Linked DNA regions of Pan troglodytes: region 2 is linked to region 1. Evidence: chromatin contacts called from public Hi-C data. All regions are on one chromosome and are shown on one strand. Each heading gives the region's core, a stretch centred on a gene start, on an enhancer-like site or on the middle of the called end of the contact. The rest is flanking DNA. Distances are from core to core; before and after follow the strand shown. Region 1 has its middle 7.8 kb from the start of PSMD6. Region 2 overlaps PRICKLE2 (prickle planar cell polarity protein 2).

Region 1 (7,132 bases), core at 3,256-5,755:
TTCATCCCTCTTCTTAGTGTCTTTGAGTTTACTATGTTGTTCTTTTTAGTAAAGTATAGAAGTGAGTCTTTAGCACCTTTTTGGTGGTTCTCTGGCAGTGAAGGCATTCAAGGCTATAAACTCTTCTCCAGGCTGGGTGTCATTGTGTCTGATGGACTTTGTATGTTGTGCACACCTTTTCATTGCTTTCTAGAAAGCTGGTGATTTTTCTTTTGATTTTCTCTTTAATCCAATGGTTATCAACAGCTGCCTTTTAGTTTCCAAATGGGTAAAATGTTTGGCCATTTTAAAATTGCTTATGTCTTATTTTGTTAGATTGTGTATTGGAAAATCATGTCTTATAACATCTCAATGCTTTTGAATTTTTAAGGTTTTAATTGTGGATTTATGTCACTTCTTATGATCACTTTTTATAGATATTCCTGGACATTTGAAATAATGGAGAAATATACTCCTATTCAATGGATGTAACATTCTATAGTACAAGTTACATTTAGTTTACTGATTGTATTTTTAAAACCTCTATGTTCTTGCCTACTTTTTTTTCTGCTGCATATGCTAAGGGAACTATATAGCAGCCCCTGATTACAATAGTAATTTTATCAAGTTATCCTTGGATTTGTAATAGTTTTGCTTGAGGCATTGGGCTTCTACAGTTTGGTGTGCGAATGTTTTGTCAGTTGCATTGTTTTAATAAATGTCAGTATTGTGGTTCCAAAATGGCCCTCTACATCCTGTTGAGTGATTTTACCTCTTCTGTTCATCTTCTTCCATCTTCAGATGCCTCTTCCGGTTCACCTGTGGTTGGTTTTCAGTCTTGATTATTTCCTCCGAAAGGGGTTTTGTGGTGCTATAGTTTCTATTTGCTTATCTTCAAATGTCTTTCAGCCCGACAGATGGAAGATATCTTAGCTGGGTATAGGATTCCTAGGTTGCTGTCCTTCTCTCTTTGATGTGACTCCATTGTGTTTAGCTGTCAGTGTTGCAACTGAGAAGTCTTAGGCCACTCTGATGAGTTTTTCGCTGTATGTATATGTCTTTTGTGGATGAGAGGAGTGGATTGAAGGATGGGAAAACAATGTCAACCAGGTGTCACCACGCACAATTCCAGGAGGCACCATTCACATCAATTTTCATCATAAGAGTCATGGATGACTGCAGGTCAAATTCTTTCCAGCATCTGCCACTGTCTTGTCCTCATCCTAGGCTATCTGAAGCCTCATCTCCAGGTACTTCCCCAGCCTATAGGGAAAAAATACTTCCACCAGTTTTCTCCACCTGGGCTTCCAGAGAGCTAAAGGTCTCCCCTGAACCTCACTTCCCTTAGGCCTCAGTAGGAAGACTTCACGAGATGCAGAGGCAGAACTGAGCATGGAGATAAAGAGGGTTGCTTTTGGGTAGCCATGGGCCCAGAATGCCCCTCATCCCTTAGAGCGTAATTCTTTAAGCAAGGCTTGCTTATAATTTTTCCTCTACAGATGTGAGCTCTTCAAATTGAGAGATCTCTCAGTGACAACAAAGTGGCTGTACAATAACTATAACATCATTTTAAACAGATTAGGCACTAAATTAGTCTGAGCGCCATAGCTCACACCTGTAACCCCAGCATTTTGGGAGGCTGAGGTGGGTGGATCACTTGAGGTCAGGCGTTCTAGACCAACAAGGTGAAACTCTGTCTCTACTAAAAATGCAAAAATTAGCCAGGCATGGTGGCGGGCGCCTGTAATCCCTGCTACTCAGGAGGCTGAGGCAGGAAAATCGCTTGAACCCAGGGGGCGGAGATTGCAGTGAGCCAAGATTGCACCACTGCACTCCAGCCTGGGCCACAGAGCAAGACTCTGTCTCTAAATAAATAAATAAAAATAACGGGTTACACGCTAAATTATTTCTTCCTAAAATAAAGCTGAATGTGTTGGAATCATTGTTCTCTATTAATAAAAAAAGAGGAATATTAAAAATTTCAAACAAAAATTTGGCTTGTTCATGGTCTAGGAAACCTACCAGGCAGCCTGCTTTTGAAAAGGAGAAGATAAGGTTCCACAGCACATGGCGTGACAACCATTTATGACCTCTCCAGAGACAATATTCCACACGAGACCATCTGATTAGAAAGCAGAGTCCATGAAATAGACTTGTCTTGCTATTTCTGTGTGCTTTTAGGAAGCCTCTGCTCACTGAGAAGAAAGAAAAGAATGTTCCTATAAACTTGTGATGGAAAAGCAATAAAAGCCACCAGAGACATTCTGAAATTTTTATTCTAATATTTCACTGACCAGAAGGAAGAAGCAGGAAGCCTTGCTTCCTGCAAGTTCAAGAAATAGTTGTCAGCAATAAGGAGAGACCACATTTTTCTGCCTCGTATAAAGCTTAAAAAGCAGGGGAATGGGGTTCAGAGAGAAAAGGGCAATTGATCTAATTGGACTAGAAGAAAGTATACTTTAAAAATTTTTTATTATGATAAAAATGCATAAAATTTGGCATTTTAACCATTTTCTTATTTCTTATTTTTTATAGACAGGGTCTTGCTCTGTCACCCAGGCTGGAGGGCAGTGGTGCAATCATGGCTCACTGCAGTCTCAACTTTCTGGGTTCAAGCCATTCTCCTCCCTTGGCCTCCAGTGTAGCTAGGACTAAAGGTGCAAGCCACCACGCCTGGCTAATTTTATTTTTACCATTTTCAAGTGCATAATTCACAGGGATTAATTGCAACTATCACTGCCGTCTTTTTCCAAAACATTCTCATCACTCCCCACAGATACTCTGTACCCATTAAGCACTAACTCCTTATTCTCCTTTCCCCAGCCCCTGGTATCCTCTGTTCTACTTTTGTGTGTGTGTTTCTTTATGAATTTACCTATAGAAGGAAGTATTTTTGTGTACCAGGGAGCAGTAAAACCAAGTCAGTGAAAAGACTACCTCTTAATCGATTCAGTACTGAATTCCGTAGACAAGCGAAGCCACGCAAGGTTTCAGAGCAAAAAATACAAGCCGGCTAGAGCATTGCTTTCAGAAGCTTCATCTGGCAGTGGTGTGTGGGATGGATTGGGGTCTGGAGACCAGTTGAGAGGTTGTTATAAAAGCCCAGGCTGGGGGTAAGGAGCACTTGGAGCCACTACTGAAATGAGAAAGAAGATTTAGGAGACATTTTAGGGAATATACAGGAGGAAGCAGCCACAGGACCTGGCAAAATTACCTCGGGGAAAAAAGGGAGGGAGGATGACAGATGTTTTGAGTCTGGGTGACTCGGGTGATTAATTTTTAAACTATGCATTTTTAATTAGGCTTCTATAAAAAGTCACAAAACAGTCATTTAAATTATCAACAAAGGGTTCCAAAAAAAGATCAGAAATGAGTGTGATGTTCTTTTAGGAAAAAAACCTGAATCAAACAAAAGAATTCTATCTTCTAAATGTCAAGGTTCATGTGACATGACATGGCATTTCATAGGAAAGGAGGGAGGTAGGGAGGACCAGGGTAATCAATCAATCTAGAATGCTCGAAGGTAGGAATTCAAGGGAGGGAGAAGGAACTGACTCTATACGGAAGGCCATTATTCATGGAGAGCATGTTGTGGCTAATATTTAATAATAAGAAGTACGATATTATGGCTAGAAGCGTGGAGTCTGAATCCAGACTTTTTGAGTTCAAATCCTACTCTGTCATGAACTAGCTGTGTGACCTTGGTCAAATTGCTTAACCTCTCTGAACCTCTGTAATATGGGTTAATATAATATCTATCTGATACAGTTGTTTAATTGATTAAATGACTTAATATATATGTAATGCTTAAGTACCTAGCACATAGCAAGTGCTATACAAGATTTTGGCACCATTATTATTCTTAGGCTAATTTAAAAGAGCAACGTAAAATTTAAAAAGTTTCCCTGTAAGGTTGAATAACTTACTAAGGAAATCAGAAATAAAGGAATCACAAAGTCCGACATACAGCCACAGCTGAAATACCTCTTTTCTGTGATTTAAGAATGCTGCCTTCTTAGGCCAATGCTAATTATTCACCTGCTTATTAAATATTATTTTAAAAACACTTAAATTGGTATGATACTAACTCACTTTTTAAAATTCATTGACTTGGAATTTTTCTAACCAAGTTTAAATTTATTTGTTTCAATGGTCTGAGTCCATTCACTTTTTTTGCCCATGACAAGGGATGCTGAGTTGAACAGGAAGTAGGGGTCAAATCAGTAGATAGTTGACTAAATGAAGGAAATAATGATTTGTATATTTTCCGAGGCGATCTTTGAGGTGAAGGTCTAAATTTAGGAATATGGATCTTTAAGGATTTTTTGCTTCATTTGTAACCAAAATCAGGGCAGCGGTTCAAAGGACAGACTCAGCTTTTACACCAGTGGTTTTTTTCAGTGATTTTTCTCCTGTGAGACTTAGAAAATGCTGTGCTTACCATCCAGTGCCTCTGTCGTGCACCCCTGTCCTTTGCTAGGGCTGCACGTCGTCACACCCACCTGGCCTAGAATTCCCCATCTCCCGGTGGGACCGGAAGACAGTCTACATCCGCACGCCGTGCTCTGCGGGAAGCGGTGGATACTGCTGCCCTCTGCTGGTCACCACTTGAAACACTTCTCCTGGGCTTTTCCGAGGAAAGGGGCTGTGAATAAGCAAAAATCGCAGCACCAGAAGAGGGATGGGTTCGAAACCTCTGTAACCCGAAACCGTCGAGCTCACCCACCCACCAACCTCCTGTGCACCTTGCAAAAAACAAAAAAAATTTTTTTTTTTCAAAATAAAAACAGGCCAGGCGCAGTGGCTCACACCTGTAATCCCAGAAATTTAGGGGGCAGAGGCAGGTGGATTGCTTGAGCCTGGGAGTTCCAGACCGGCCTAGGCAACATAGCGTGACCTCGTCTTTACAAAAACTACCCAAAAAAGCCGGGTGTGGTGGCGACCCCCGTAATCCCAGTTACTAGGGAGCAGAGGTGGAAGAATCACTTGATCCCAGGAGATCGAGGCTGCAGTGAGCTGAGATCGCTCCACTGCACTCCAGCCTGGGCGACAGAGCAAAATGCTATCTCCAAAAAAAGTATTAATTAATTAGTTAAAATAAAAACAGTACTAAGTAGTACAGATGAGTGATAGGAAGTCCAATACGGTTCTGATTCGTCCCATGATTAGACCACACCTCTTGTTTAAATGTTTACCGGTTAATTCTTTCCCAATGTTCACTTTCTTGTTCCTATGCTTTGCTGCATCAGCGGGTGGTTGAGACAGTGCTGTTTCAATATGTGCAGGGTAGTTTCTTCAAGTTTATCTTAAGAAATTGCAATGTACTTGCTGCATGTGTTACCATAGTGCTCTGTGGCTGTGTCTTAGTTTCACTTGTTTGCTTACACAAATCAGAGACTCACCCTTCTTTTTTTTTTCTTTCGATATTCCATATTCTAGTGGTTCCTTTGAATTTATGCTTTTATAGTGTCTCTCCTCTAGTCCTCTTTATCATTTTTGTTGTTAAATAATTGCATTTGATTTCTGGAAATTGCTCCATATCAGCTCATAAACATTTTCTTTATTTATTTCTTTATTATTTTTTACAGCTGCATAATACCCTATCATGTGTTATGTACCATCGTGTATACAACCATTTTCCTATATTTGGGCATTTAAGTTGTTTCCAGTATTTTACAATTTTAAACAATACTGCAATGAATAACCTTGTGCATGGGTATTTTTGAATTTTTGGAGGTGTAGCTTCAGGATAAGTTCCCAGAAGCAGGATTGCTGGGTCAAAGGGTGAATGCATGGGTATTGTTGTTAAATTGCAGGAAATTGTTCTTCTTAGGGTCAGAGACTCCCTATGAGACTGCAAGTGACTAGTATTTATTGTGAGGATAATTTAACAAGTGATTAAAAACACTGGAATATTAGTACTCAAGAAAATAGGGTGTGACGTCAGCGAAGGCAAGAGGCATAAACTCAAAGAGTTGGGAAGAGCAGGAATAGTAGCATGAATTGGTGTTGTAAAGATGGTTTTGCTGCTGGATTTGCATGTAAGGTTGACCTTAGTCTTTTTGCCACATAGGCTGATGATGATCCACCCCTGTGTGCCATCATTTTCTGTGGCTAGGTTCTTTTCTGTCCGTCTGCTTCTGCTCAGATTCCCTCCGGGCTCCTTTGCTCAGTAAGGCGTACCTCTGTTTCTCCTGCCCCTCCTTGCTCCTGATTTCAGCCTGCTATTCAATCTCTGACAGATCCCGGCTGCTCTCCTCCAACATCCTCCCTTCTATTTCATGACCCTATGGTGTCTACACCCACTACTAGCTGGTGATTCCAGCCACAGTTTCTAATTCAGATTCTGAAAAGTAAAAGTCTGAGTGTCCCAGATCTTCCCTTTGGAACAACAGTTTGTAGGCTTCAGGTAGATGATCACTTGCAGTTCAGACTGCTTCCCTGGGTGTCATGTGTCTACCCAGGATGAGCCCTACAGAAGGACTGTGGGTGGAACTAGAGGTATGACAGGTTAACATGATTGATATGTAAATTTTAGGCAATTTACCAGAAGTGGGAGGATGGCCACTTCTCAATGGCTACGCTGGTTCAGCTGCAAGTTCCTGATTTTTCACATCATGTTCCCAGGATCGTATACTTAGCGCCCTGCAGATGACTGTGTGCTGATTTTCAAACCACAAAGAGGAAAACAAACTAGAAAAACCTCTTCATCACCACTTATTTTATACACAAAGGGGGGTAATTATTAAAGGAACTAAGGAAATTGGCACAAAGTAACTGTTTTTAAAGATGACCCTAACCCAAGCCCATCATTTTAATCTAACCTCAAATATCACTTCATCAAAAAAAAAAAACCTTTTCTATTCCATTCGTGCATTCATGCCTTCACTAATTTTGCCACTAATTGAATAATTTATTTAATCGTGTATTGCTTCTCTGTCTCTTTCTACCCTTTCCCCACCAGAATGTGAACCCCATGAATTTTCTGACCACTGCTCTGTCTGGTACCCCAGCACATAGTAAGAGGTCTGTGCTAACAGTGGGGTTGCATGAAGTGTGTCATCCTGGGGGACATATTTCACTCTCCCTGCCTTGTGCAAGTGTCTTCTTGTCATGGAAAAAGAAAACTGATATTGCTCTCAGCAATTACCCA
Region 2 (7,132 bases), core at 2,036-4,535, 300 kb before region 1:
TGACCTCATGATTCGCTCACCTTGGCCTCCCAAAGTGCTGGGATTATAGGCATGAGCCACCATGCCCGGCCCCATTTGTTATTTACATAGCGATTTGTGGACTGAAGCAGTAAAGCTTGTACTTCATGCAAATTGCTCACTGTTAAAATACCATGGAAACTGACATTGGAATCATGCTGAGGGACTGGTGTTATTTAACTAAATTAGGTTAACTAATATTTGTACATATAGGAACTGTGCACATTGAGGACTGTCCCTATTCCAAAGCATGACATAATACTAAGTCAAGGTTCATAGTCAATCATAGTATGTAAAATATATACTTTAAGAGCCATCTTGAAATTTTTGAGTTTTTTTTCTTTTTACCAAATTATGGTTACTATTTCTTGGTATTGTTTTTACTTCATAATGTGTCATTCAAAGAGCTTATATTAGGAGTAAAAAATGCATCAACTCAACCCCTCTCTCGTTTTCTTGTGCTTGCATTATTACAATTATACCCTATCTAAAGATTTTTTGGTAACAATCTGTTTAGGTCATTTGCAAGGGTTAGTTCAGTAATATCAGATAGCTACAAATGCATAAATTCAGTTAACTTGGCAAACTCAACAATATGTCACAGGGCACTAAAATCTAATCCTCAGTGTCCCCACTGTCGCCTATCCCACAATGTGGCCCTCCCACCCTTTTTTTTCAAGGCATGCCACATGACCGTCTGACAGCAAAATCAAGTGAAGACCTCAGTGTCAAGCCATGTATTAAATCTGTAAAGTCTAATCCCTTAAGTTTTAGGTAAAAATTAATTTAAAGATAAACTTCAATGTTATCACTTACTCCTCCATCCTAAACATTTGAGTTATACTTGAGTTGTGCTCTAGCTAATGGAAGGATCCTTTGCTAGAAGGAGGAATGGCTGTGTGCCTAATGCTGGCATGATGATTGGCACTTGAAGGTCTTTGAAGGTTCACAATTCTTGCATAACAGATTCACCTGGGGAACTTTTTAAAAGTACTGATACTGAAACTCCCCAGACCCTTTAAATAAAAATCTCTGGGCATGGGGCCCAATAATGTATTTGTATTTTTAAAGCCCATAGTTGGTTCTAATGACAGATAGGGTTGGGAACTACAGCCCCATGGGGAAGAAGGTCAGTCTCTAGCAAAAATCTTCCCTGTACTGCCAGTATTGAAGGACCCTAGTTAATAGATATTGGGGCATCCTCCTCTAACAAGCAGGTTTTGTACTGCCTTCTTATTGATATATATTTGTCAGAGAGAGTGGTTCTTGCAGGCACTTAAACGCTAGTAGAAGAAAGTTAGCTAAATGTGCAGTCATTTCTGGTGGCTCTGCCGTTCAAGGATGGCTTTGATTATAGTAAAACCATGCCAATGCTGGAATGGGCCTTGTCCTCTTTACAGTGTTGAGCTTTAGTTTTTTATCTGAAGTTTGTTCTATAATTAAAATCTAAAGCACAAGGCAATCCCGGTGAGTAAGAGTTGCTACAATGAGCATACAACAAAAGATAGTGTTATCCATCAAGAAGTTCTGAAGCAAAATGAAGTACAGTCAATTCCCCCAAAATGGGGGCCAGGGATACCCAAGAAAGGGAGAGTTGCTTTCTGTAAATAAACATTTGAAGAGTTTGGTGGAGTTGTCTAAGGCCTCAAAAGCGCTGCAAAGCTAGGCTCTTGGTTCCCAATTCCCTGCCTATGCTCCTGGACATGTTTAATGGAAAATATGGCCTGAGACCCACCTGCATCTGAATAACCAGGGAGTTTGTACAGACTTAGACTCTGGGCTCTGCCCTAAGCACGTTGAATCAGAACGGGCTGCTAGGGAGGTTGGGAGTTCATTTTTAGCAAGCTTCCCAGGTATATGCTCATTAAAGCAAGCTAGAGTTGGACAATTATGGTCCTGGCTTAGCTGCCACTATGCATTATCATTCCACCCCTGCATACATCTCCCCAGTCAAGTTCTCGAATTTGAAGAATGAATAGGAAGGGTTTCTGACATTCTTGTAGGATTGAAAACTGGACTTACATTTTGAATACTGGACCAAAAGAATTATATCTCTTTGGCAAGAGGAATACTTTCTTTTTCTAATTTTATTATTACTTTTAGATATAAGGTTTTGTTATGTTGCCCAGGCTGGACTTGAATTCCTGGGCTCAAGTCATCCTCCCACCTCAGCCTCTCAAGTAGTTGGGATTATAGGCTTGTGCCACCGTGCCCAGCAAGAGGAATATTTTTGTAAGAAACATTTATAGAAAGAACTAAGTTTTTCATAATGCGTACAAGTAAGTTGGAAAGTTACTAAAACTGTAATGGACACTTAGATTCACAGCCATGACAATCAACCAACCAAGCTTTGCATGACTTAGAGGGAAATGGGGGAGCTTTGGATTCAGTCAAATCTTGCCTCTGCTACTTATTAGTTGTGAAAAATTGGACAAGTTATTTAAACTCTCTGAGTCTTGGTTTCCTCATCCAAAAATGGGGATAGTTATATCCGTCTTGAGGGACTACTATGAAGATTAGGTTGGAAAATGAATGCAAAGATCTCAGTAAAAGGGATGCTATTTCTATTCTGGAACTGAAATTCTTCTTTTATATTTATTGAGCAGTCAGATAATATTTTAAATGTATTGTCTGAGTTGACTAAAGAAAACCTTAGGTGAACTCTTGTGTAGAGGGACAAAGATTTTTACAAACTGACAACACCCACAAAGCCTACTCTGACATTATTATGTGGTTACAATGTGGTAAGAGGTACAAAGAAACTAAGATGACGTCTTTTTACACAAGTGGCTCATAAGTCCAGCTGGGGAGAAGACCGTGATAATAACAGCCTTTCTTTAGTTTGTCTTTAGAATTGTCACTTTCTAGTTTCCAATGTGGTATGATATGTTATCCTCCTGGCAGCCTGAGGAGAGTAGACAGGGCAGCTGTGATTCTCATTATCGTCTCCATTCCATAGGTAAAGAGACTGCGACACCGAGGGCTTCTGCCTTGAGCAGTGCAACTAATACCCAAATCTTAAATTTTTCCCATCCTCCCTTTATCCACCCCAAAACATTCAGAGAACACAAAGCCATGTTGCTAATGGCCAGGTGCACACCTTGCATTTTGATGGATTGCGTCTCTTACACCCAGTAGCCTGGCATGCTTTGTTTCCAGGTGCAAAGTTCGACCTGTGCTGATTTCTAAAATGGTCCATAATGTTGTAGAGGGCTCTGGAATTTACTTATTGACATTCTTTTTAAAAAGAACTCTCTCTGCCTTGGCGTTTTCATTCCATTCCATGTCAAGTTTGTAAAAGCACATACCACTGGCTACAACTCATCTCCTTAGTGCTGACTTGAAAATAATTAAAGCACATGTAAAATCAGTGTATCTGTCTTCCAAGTATTTAAAAAAAAAAGGGTGGGGGGAGGTGTTTTCTTGAAATTGAATTAGCTGCTGGAATCAAGAATGCAGTAATTATTTTAAGAAATTCACATAGACTTTTTTGAATCTGTTTAAATAGGCCTACGGCTGCTTACCCCCCTCAGACTAAAATGCTGTGGCTTTAATTAGGGAATATTTGGTAAGTCGCAGACCTGGTCAGCAACACCATCATCACCATCACCATCATCATCCTCTTCTTTTTCATTATTATTATCACATATAGCTCGTTTACATCATGACCGTTCTTCAAGGACACAAACGTTTTTCTTTAATAAGCACCAAACTTGTTTTTTCTCTTCCTCCCAACTACCTTTCCATTTTTGTTGCTCTGGGATTTGGCAACCCAGTTTAATTTATGATGAGAAGACACTCTGGAAAATTGAAATGAGATAACATGACTTGATTGGGGGAAGAAAATAACTTCATCTTAACTCTTGAAGCAGAAGACATCAGGTTCTCTAATTCCTTCCTTTCGTCCTTGAAAATAGAACATCAGCCACAGAGCGCACCTGTGCTGAGTTCGAAAATGAATCTGTGGCAGCCGTTGCCAGAGTAGCAATTAGACAATTAAAGCTAAATTTCACCTGCAGAGGCAGACTGCAAAATACCAGCGGTTTGACCTTCCACACTTGGGGATGAGGTAAATAATCGACGGGCGGTGGAATGATGTCACAGAATTGGTATTAGCGGGTAAATCAGGCAGCAGTGTTGTTCTGACCTCCACAGCCTGGGGCACTTTGGCTGTGGTGCATAATTCAACTCCTATTTGTCTACTTTTCTTCAGTGATAGAGGCATGTTACACTTTCCCTTCCTCCTCCTAGAGCTGCAAATAACCAAAGAAGTCACCGAGCCTATTACTCTGTCGTTTGTTTTTTAGAGAGCTTACCATAGCTGGAAAGATCCCCTTGATTTGTTTAGTGATTTTTTTTGGCTTCTCCATGCTCCTCCACTCCCTCATCCCAAATGTAACCTCCACAAAAAGAGATGTTCTCATCTGACTTGGTCTCATTCTGTATGCCCAGCTCCCAGTATGTCCCCCTGGCATGTAGCAAGTGCTCAATAAACATTTGTTGCATAAATGTGTTAAAAATACTTTATACACACAAAGCAGAAATCACCAACCAACAGCCTAGAGGCCAAATTTGGCTTGCTAACTTCTTTTCTGTTTGTCTGTGTGGTTTCTTTTTTTTTTTTTTTTTTGGCTTGCTTAGTATTTTTAAACATATCGAATTAGTGGCCAGCATTTAAATATAGTGAGCCCTCATACAAAAGACCACATTTCTGGCTACTCTTGTAATTCAGTCAGAAGATCTAGAACACTGGACCAGCCTTGGAAGAGGAAGAATAGCCTAGAATGGTGATTCTCAGAGTGTCCCTGGATCACCTGGGAACTTTTTAAAGATGCATTTTCTCTGTCCTTCCTCCTCTAGTGACTGAATTGGCCCTGACCATTTTTATTTTAACAAGCCCTTCCACACTAAAATTTTATTTTAACAACCAGTTCAGAATCACTTGAAGTGATTCTGATGCACCCTAAACCTTGAGAACCACTCATTGCCCTTAGTGGATAAAGAAGGCTGATTGGCTTTGGAAATAGAATGTCAGGCTTTCAATTCTGGTTTTGCCGCTTCCTAGCTCTGTGGGGTTAGACAAACTACTTAATCTCATGGTGACTCTGTGTGCTCATTTATAACCTGGGGATGATAATAGGACCTTCCTGCTAGGGTTATGAGGATTAAATGAGTTCATATGTGTAAAGTCCTTAGACCCTTAGAGTGATAACATAACAAAGGTTACTTGCTGTTAACGTCAGCTGAGGCTTAGCAAGCAGGTGCCTGCTTAAGATGGAACCTTTGCTGGATTGCTACTTTATTAGGACACCATCCAGCACGCTTTCCTTTTTCATGTGACCCGCCTTGTCCCTGTGGGCTTTCAGGTTGTCATGCCTGATGATGTGAGATGGCATGCCCAGTTGTCAGCAATGATTCCCGTACCCACCCATTGTAGAGTAGTAACATATATTGTGTACCTACTGTGTACCAAGCACTACACGAGGCCCTTAGCATACTTTATTCATTTCTACTCCCCAACAGCACAACAAGGTTAATATTGTTATTCTCACTTCACAGATGAAGAACTGAAGACTCAGAGAGGTTAAATAATTTGTTTAAACACACACAGCTGGTAAGTGGCAGAGCAAGCATCAAACCCAGGTATCAAACTCTGTTTTGTTTTCTTTTCATCCGTGTTTCCAAAATATGGAACACATGCCACAGTAGCTTCCAGATGATTTTATATGGCATCGAGATGGTTTTAGGTGGTGAAGAAGGTGGTTTTAGTTGGTATAAAAATTCTGCATTAAATTAAACAAAGTACACAGAAAAAAGTTAATATACTTTAAGTTCTCCCACAAACTTGAGGGGAACGTCTGAGTTGGTGCTGATGAGTTTTTTTTTTCCTTTTACATAAATTCCAGTGCAATAATAATATTTAAGATTATGCATTTTAGTTACATTAATTGAAGGTGTCTTTTTAAGAGACTGTATAAACAAACTAGGAAAAGAAATTCTATATTTAAATTGGCACTTAGGAGCATCTAGAAAGGTTTTCCTTTATTTTGAAACATAATTGAATTAAATGCCAAATATTTTTATTTAATCATTTCTAATGGAACTTGTACTAAAATAGTTTGTCAACAGTAACCAGCACAGGATATGGCATAAAGTAAGTGGTCAGTAGAAGTTTTCCTGAACTAAAGTGATTCGTATACTCTCGAGCCTTTTCAAATGACATATCTTTTAGTTTGATCTTGATTTAGAATTACAAGATTGTTAACAACTCTCTATTACCTGTAATCTCCTTTAAAAAAAAAAAAAGAGAACCAAAGGCCCAAAGCCTTTGATAAGCAGGGGTATCTAGAAAAATTGAATAAGTCGTCAAAATTTAATTTTTACAAGTTATATTTATGGCAAGTAAAAATGGTTTTCATATATAATAATTTATTACATAAAACTTTCTATTCAAATAGTTTTCTTAATAAAACCAAAGCCAGTTAAAACTATGCTCAATAAATACTATTAAGGGTGGTCTGCAGATACGGCATATGTCATGAAGATGGGATGGCAATGCCAGATGTGTGGAAACTGCTGCTGTTGTCATAAGAAGGAAGGATAGCAATGGCTGGCATTCCACCCAGAGAGAGTCCTGTAGTCCTCTGCATAAACCTCAGAGGGAGCTGTCCTCAACAGCTTGCCATTAATGTGACAGCCAATTCCTGGTAAAAAGTCAAGTCCTGACAGAGGAAGGTTAGAGAATGTGTGAGTCTATCAACTGAAGACAGTGAGCTAAATCAGCATTTTAGACATTGGAGCTCAGATCCTACTCTCCAGGGGCAGAAACCATGACCTTTTGATTCAGTGACTCGCTGTAGAAAAGCAATACCCACAAGTAGATGTTTAAATTGACAAACGGATCCTGATGGGGAAGCAGTGCTGGGGGAAAGGGGCAGATGGTGTAGAGTATCAGTCTGTGGTCTCACTTCTTCTTATAACTTTACATCTGCTGCCCCAACTCTTTGAAAAAGAAAAGCGCATCCTCAGGAATTGTCTCCCAGAAAATGAGCTACTTGCCTTTTAGTTGAGGTCTTTGGGGGTGGATCAAGGGAGGCCTGAATTGGCTTCCTGG

What was found. Hi-C and Micro-C count contacts between places; a contact is called where the count stands out from the background.
Region 2: a Hi-C map of stem cell-derived neural progenitor cells shows a contact between it and region 1, with 6 times the contacts expected there. The contact joins two enhancer-like sites. A contact is called at or near these places in 2 of 7 Hi-C or Micro-C datasets (induced pluripotent stem cells and stem cell-derived neural progenitor cells) and 1 of 1 datasets of contacts at active chromatin or transcription factors (stem cell-derived excitatory neurons).

Annotation. Positions count from the first base shown.
Region 1 is chr2:67,998,879-68,006,010 of NHGRI_mPanTro3-v2.0_pri, reverse strand. No RefSeq gene overlaps it. Among named protein-coding and RNA genes, the nearest start is that of PSMD6, 7.8 kb to the right of the region's middle. Within about 2 kb of position 4,505, at least 6 of the 24 cell types and tissues checked have an H3K27ac peak or open chromatin away from gene starts, as enhancers often do. A contact at or near this core is called in stem cell-derived neural progenitor cells, where this site is marked.
Region 2 is chr2:68,298,759-68,305,890 of NHGRI_mPanTro3-v2.0_pri, reverse strand. The region is part of intron 2 of PRICKLE2 (prickle planar cell polarity protein 2); the gene reads left to right. Among named protein-coding and RNA genes, the nearest start is that of PRICKLE2, 110 kb to the left of the region's middle. Within about 2 kb of position 3,285, at least 1 of the 24 cell types and tissues checked has an H3K27ac peak or open chromatin away from gene starts, as enhancers often do. A contact at or near this core is called in stem cell-derived neural progenitor cells, where this site is marked.